2 separate regions of the Rattus norvegicus genome follow, and region 1 is linked to region 2. A link is a contact called in public Hi-C data. All regions are on one chromosome and are shown on one strand. Each heading gives the region's core, a stretch centred on a gene start, on an enhancer-like site or on the middle of the called end of the contact. The rest is flanking DNA. Distances are from core to core; before and after follow the strand shown.

Evidence for each region. A called contact is a pair of places that touch in the nucleus more often than the background predicts.
Region 1: a contact with region 2 is called in a Hi-C map of hepatocytes, with 1.7 times the contacts expected there. The contact joins the enhancer-like site here to the promoter of Larp1b in region 2. A contact is called at or near these places in 4 of 12 Hi-C or Micro-C datasets (Schwann cells, frontal cortex, hepatocytes and 1 more).

Annotation. Positions count from the first base shown.
Region 1 is chr2:126,487,558-126,490,602 of GRCr8, reverse strand. It overlaps Jade1 (jade family PHD finger 1), which reads right to left. Exons shown (of 11, transcript NM_001415052.1): 2 at 1,408-1,485. The coding sequence starts at 1,459. Among named protein-coding and RNA genes, the nearest start is that of Jade1, 18 kb to the right of the region's middle. Within about 2 kb of position 1,787, at least 43 of the 93 cell types and tissues checked have an H3K27ac peak or open chromatin away from gene starts, as enhancers often do. A contact at or near this core is called in Schwann cells, hepatocytes and liver, where this site is marked.
Region 2 is chr2:125,862,272-125,865,521 of GRCr8, reverse strand. Larp1b (La ribonucleoprotein 1B) reads right to left here and starts at 1,525. Exons shown (of 10, transcript NM_001415051.1): 1 at 689-1,525. The coding sequence starts at 1,217.

The DNA of each region.
Region 1 (3,045 bases), core at 538-3,037, 620 kb before region 2:
TGTCAGAGAAGCAGGACAGTGAAGGTCACGTTGAGTGCCGCAGACCCCATTTGCTGTCCAACCTCCAGCAGGTGACTGCCTGCCTGCGTGTATAGTGGGAATCTCAGCAGTCCCCCAGGAGGTAAGAGAAAACCCTCCTCTGGAGAAAACTGCCTGGCTCCCCTGATTCCCGCTTCCCCCTTCACAGCTCCCTTGCCTGGCCCAGATGTCAACTCCAGTTTCTCAAACAGCTGTCAGATCTGGCCATAGCCCCGCTCCACACTCCCCTCCCACCATTCTCTGTTCTATATACCACTGCTCCATGACCTTCCCACAGCAGCAGCCACATTTCAGCCAGACAGCCCAAATCTACAGCAGTTTCAAGGCTGTGGCCCTCCTACCTCCTCGGGGCTAACCGAGAAGTCCCTACAGCAGCATGTCCATGCTTCTACTGACCACCTGAGAGGTCAGGCAGTCAGACAACCCTGCCTACCCAATGCATTTATCCCTGGGACCTGCCCACAAAGGGTCTTCCCAGACCACCTCTTTTGAGTTCCTACAAACCATTTCTACAGCACATCCAAAGAGCTGTACAACTGCCCTGGGTAACATCACACTGGAGCTGTTCGTAATGTCTGAGGCAACATGCCTAGAAAGCAGGCCGGCTTCCTTTCCCATCTCACAGCACAGCAAGCTTCCTGTCCAGGCTTCCAGAGTTTAATGTGCAATGTCAAACCAAAGCTAATGGGCTGCAGTGCAGGCACTGAGCTAGGTACAAAATTCCTCTCTGCCGTCGGAAGGGAGCGCTTCTCTCAGCAGTCTGTTAGCTCCTCAACAGACACTGTGTGACATTTATTTTGACTGCCAGGAAGCCAACGAACTCCTGGTTCTCAGCTACACTGTGAAAATCTGAGGTTTCCAGAGAGCTGAGCTGCAGACAGTGACGGTATTAAACTCCGTCCTGTGAAAGCAGGAAAGGGCAAGGACGCATGTGCCATCTATGAAGAACCTGGACTTGGTACCGTCACATCACGCTAGGTAGTCCTCCATCTGCCCTCAGAGCCCCGGGCAGGCTGAGCTAGTTAATCATTACCTGGCTTTGATTAAGTTCCCTCTTCATAGAGAGCAATGTGAGGTACCATAAACGCTGTCTAATGAAAGCAGACACACCAGTGGCTCTTGGAACTGAATTCTTCTCCCTGGATAACACGCAGGGAGCCTGCAGAAGGCCTGCCTGCAGTCAACCTTACCGGGAAAGACCTGCTTACAGCCCTGCAGTATCACACTCGGATGTGTTTCTCCAGGCCGTGCCTTTCTCTGACCTGATATGCAAAGGGCCTTAGCTATTTAAAGCATTATATTAAAAAATCATGTTTTCACACTGACCCAAGCCCTGGTAGGCTCCAAGAACAACAAAGCAGGACTTACTGCCATTGTCGTCAGAATCCTCACTGCTGCTGGGAAGGCGACCTCGTTTCATGATCTCCCCGGGAGACAGCAGACAGCCTGCAAAGCAATGAGACAGCACTTAACCCAAGATGGTAACATTCGATCATCAACTTGTGCTTCAGAGGGCAGCCAGGATGCTGCAAACAAAAGCAAACACAGGGCCTCAAGTAGCATTTGAATTGCAAACAGTGAAAAGACCAAAGGCACATAATTAGCTGAAATCATTAACAGACCAGGTTAAGAGTCAGTGGGGGCAGGGGTGGTAAAGTCACATGTGGGCAGGTCTCCCAGAGGTGTCACCCTTCCCTCCAGTTCCCAGATGTCACTAGCAGCTACTCCAGCAGTCTCTTCAGCCCTGGCAGCCACTACAGAAAACAATCCTTAGCAGTGAGCACTGCTCTCTCAGACAGACCCATGCTCTGTGCCTGTTGGGGGCAGGGAGCTCTGTGCCTACTGCTGTGTTTACAACACTGAACTGGCATGATTAGGCTTCCTTGGCAAGCCCTGCTAAAATGAGCCCCAAATTTTGCCAAAATGAGCTACTCAACAAGCTGTGGCTCTAGAAAGAACCAGTGGGGTGATGGGAAGACACCCATCTTCATCTGCCATCCCAACCCCTCGGAGGTGCACAGCTGGAGATAGAATGAACCATAGGCTTTGGGAACTCCAATTGTCAAAGGTCACACTAGACAGGGAACCCCTACTCCTTGTGACGCAAATCCTTTCTGGACAAGTAAGAACTAATAAAAAAAAAAAATCAGGTGGCACAAAAGCCCAGCCTACCTGGCCATCCCTCCCACACACCTCCATTAAGAAAGACACTGTCTTCAAAAGAGAGCAGTGGGCCAAAACTACACAGTTACTGAGCTGGTACAGACCAATCAACTGTGTTTCAACAAATCAAAAAAGCTTTTCTAAACTAAAATTATTGATTGCCTTGACATCTGTGTGGCCGAAATCTTACTGCCAGATCAATGACTCCCAAAGAAAAGGGGGAGTTTTCAAGCCAGCAGAACAGCAACCCTTCACCCCTCACCCCCATTCAACCAACCCTCCTTGCTGGGAATCACCACAAATGTAATGAGGTTTGTTTCCAGTGAATACAGAGCACAGGGAAGCAGTGAGGAGAGCCACGCCAGGGTAGTAATTAAAAAACCAAAGTTCCACTCTGAACAGATCTGTAAAAGGGAAGTCAAAAGAGGCAGAAAACACCAGACTACAGGAGAGTGAAATATGCCACTTAGGCCTGAGGGTTATTCTGAGTTGCCTTCTCCCTGCCGGATGAACAGCAGCAAGGCCTAAGTTTACCTTTTTTAAAGGAAATTTCCACTTAGGTGCTCCACAAAACAGCTCTTATTCATACTCAATCCTCAGTGACCATTAATCTCCCTGCATACTTCAAGGTCCTCTTCCCACAACTTGTTTCCCTCACACCTAACCTCCCCCCCCCACTTCTCCACCGCCTGCAGTAGTCCTTTTGCAATGTATTGCCCCTTTAAAGAGCAGCATGAGGGGCTGGAGAGAAGCCATGTGAGTAAGGTACTGAGCTCTGACACAGGACCAGAGCTCAGTTACCTGAACCCACCAGGGCCACTCACTATCATCTGTACTTCGGAC
Region 2 (3,250 bases), core at 276-2,775:
TCCATTCTAACATTTTTTTTTCTTTTTGAAAGACTTTACTAAATAAATAAGCTCAGTCCGGCTTCGAACGCCTAATCCTCTACATCAATAGGCATGCGCCACCAAATACAAGCCAGTATTAATTTTATTTTCTGAACTGCAGTTGTTGCAACCCAAATAAAGCCCCAAGGGCTGTATTGCATTGGTCAGCATTCGAGCGCAATGGCACAGCCCAATTTCTAACGCGCAGGCAGGCTACCGTGGGACCAGCTGTGCAATCCAGACTCCCAGTCAACTGTCCTATCTCAGGCATTCTGAAACACAACCGAAAAACACCTAATACCAGCTGCCTTCAGAGCCACATCTACCTGGCAGCTTTTTGAGACTTTCGTTTCACCAACTTTACCTCAGGAGCGAGCCCGATCGCGCTTCCACTTACTCACACGCAGGCTCGTCCCGACTCGCTTCCACTCTGTGGCAAGTTCGCGGAAACTTTTCCACAGTATTCACCGCGTCCAGGACGCCGACACGTGAAGGCACGAGCCCAACACGGCCGCGCTGCCCAGTCACCCACGCCGTGCCCCTACCCGTCAAGGAGAACCTGAGGTCCCACCTCTTCCTGTCGCTCCCTCTCCCACATGTCCATTTATGTAAATCGGCACAGTGAATGACACCTAGGAACCAAACACCTCCCGCGGATCGCACTCACCGGCCTCCGGGGAGTCCTGAGCGGGCGGCGGCACGCCGGTGCCCACCGGGGACAGGTGCTGAGGCAGCTTCTTGGTCCACGGGTTCCCCTTTGGCAGCGGCGGCGGCTTGTCCTCGAGGCCGGCTGCCGCTGGGTCCTCACGGACGTCCTCCGGTGGGTCCCGAGGTGCTGGCGGCGGCGGCGGTGGCGGCGGCGGTGGTGGTGGCGGCGGCGGCGGCGGGGCCTCCCCGCCGAAGGGACCCCCGGGCGCACGCGCCTTGTGCGCCAGGTGCAGCGCCAGCGGCCTCACGGGCACGGCCGCTTGCGGCACGCTGTGTCCCAGCACGAGCGCCGGCGACGGCTCTCCCCGCGCCCCCGCGCTGGTGGCGGCCGCGGCCCGCTCCTCCCTCGCCTCTTTGCCCTCCCGCTCGCCGGGCGCCGGCTGCTCCGCCCGCCGGCTCGCCGCTGCCAACAGCGCGTCCCGGTCTCCGGCCACGGCGGGCGGGTCCTCCCGGGGGGCAGCGGCGGGCACCGGGGCGCGAGCGGACATGGCCGGCCCCTGGCCCCAGCCTCCTGCCCAGCCTGGGGCCGTCCGGGTCCAGGGAGCCCGGCCGCCCCTCTCTCCACACGGGGGCACCGACCCGCTTCGGTCCTGGGACGCGGAACCTGCCCGCCGAGGCGTGCAGCGCCCGGCGTGCCCGTCCTCCCCGCCCGCCGAGCGGAGCGCTAACCGCCCGCCGCCCGGCCTCGTCGCAGCGCACGGCTGGAGCTCGCCACACGCGCCGGGCGCGCCCGAGCCGCGAGCCCTCAGCGGGCGCGGGCGACGACGCGGCGCTCCAGCCAGTCTGAAGGATCTCTGGCGAGCCGCGGAGGCGCGCGCGGCCTTAGCCGGTAACTGCCCCAGAGGGCGGGGCGTGCAGAGGGCGAGGCAGTCGGGGGCGGGGCGTGCAGAGGGCGAGGAAGGCAACTGGGCGGGGCGTGCGGAGGGCGAGGAGGGCCAATGGGCGGGGTGGTCAAATAGGCGGGGCGTTTATAGGCCGAGGCGGGCCGATGGGCTGGGCGTGCGGAGGCGGAGGCGTCCAAGAGGCGGGGCGCGCAGAGGGCGAGGCGGGCCAATGGGCGGGGCGTGATAAAGGCAAGACAGCCAAGAGAATCAGCGTTCGGTAGGCGAGGTGCCCAAGGACCAGGGCGAGGGCCAGTCAGGGTGAGGGGCGGGGCGGGTAGAGGACGAGGCAGGGTAGGGGGCGGGCACCCTGGAGAGTGACATGCCTACTCACTGGCATCCCTAAACGCTGCGGGCGACCGCGGCCTGAGGAGTCTTCGCGAGTGCGGCGGGCGTGGTTTGATGAGGGCCCCGCCCTAGCGGCCAGCGAGGTTGAACCTGCACTCTTGGGGAGCACCCGACATCTGTGACCCAGGGACAAGGAGGACTCTCCTCCGGAACCGGGAGGATTAGAAAGCCCATATTGCGCTTCAGGTTCTTCAGGAGGGTGGGTCCTTAGGACCCGGGAAAAGTTTTCCGCTAACGCTGTGGACTCCGTAGGCACTCCTGATCCGCAGCCAAGTTCAGGTGAAGACTCAGCCGCGACATTAAGTGACATTAAGTGACAAGTGCACTTACTTGTCCGTCCTGATTCTAACCCACAGACAACGAAATGCTTGAGTTCTCTTGAGTAAAGCAAACACTTAACATTTCGCCACCTTTTTCATTTTTCACTTTTTCAATGACTTTTGATGTTTTCAAACTAGATGTTCGGTAGCACAAGTTGACCTCGATCTCGAGGTTGGCCGTGAGCTTTCTTTTCCCCTTGCTTTTGAGACAGCGTACTACTATAGTCCAGGCTGCCCTGGAAGCCATCGACTTAGACCAGTCTGGTTCTGAACTCAAAGGAATGCACCTGCCTCAGCCTTTTAAATGTTGGGATGACTACAGGCGTGAGTACTAGGCACCAGGCAGTCTTGAACTTTTTTTAAAGAATTCTTTTAGAGTTCCTAGGGCTGGTATTAAAGCTTAAGGACCACACCCAGTAGGCTTTGTACATTCAGTCTCTCCGTCTAGATGTCTTTTTTTAGATCTGCCTGCCTCTGCCTCCCAAATGCTGTGATTAAAGAAGTGCACTGCCTCACCCAGCATGAATTATTCTATTTTTAATTACAGGAATGTGAGTACGTGTGTGCATTTGTGTGTACAATTGTGCAGGTGCCCCAGATTACCGGAGGAATTGGATCACCCTTAGCTGGAGATACAGGCTGTTGTGAGCTGCCCAGCACCGTACTGGGGAGACCAAGTGGCAAGCGCTCTTAATCTTAAAGCCATCTCTCCAGCCCCTTAGCTTTGAATAATTGACTGAGTGAAAAAAGGAATACAGAGGGAAGGGCATAACTGCTCCCAGATACGGTGGAGTCTAGAGTTGACAGGACCAGATTGAGACTGAGCTGGGGCATGCAGGGAGTAGGGGAGCGGGTGGAAGAGGGGAGAAAAAGGGACAAACTGCAGAAGCCCGAAGGCCAAACGTACAAAAGGGACCTGCAACCAAATTGGTTGCATTATATAGGGAAGAGCAACCCAGTTGCCTGGGCTGG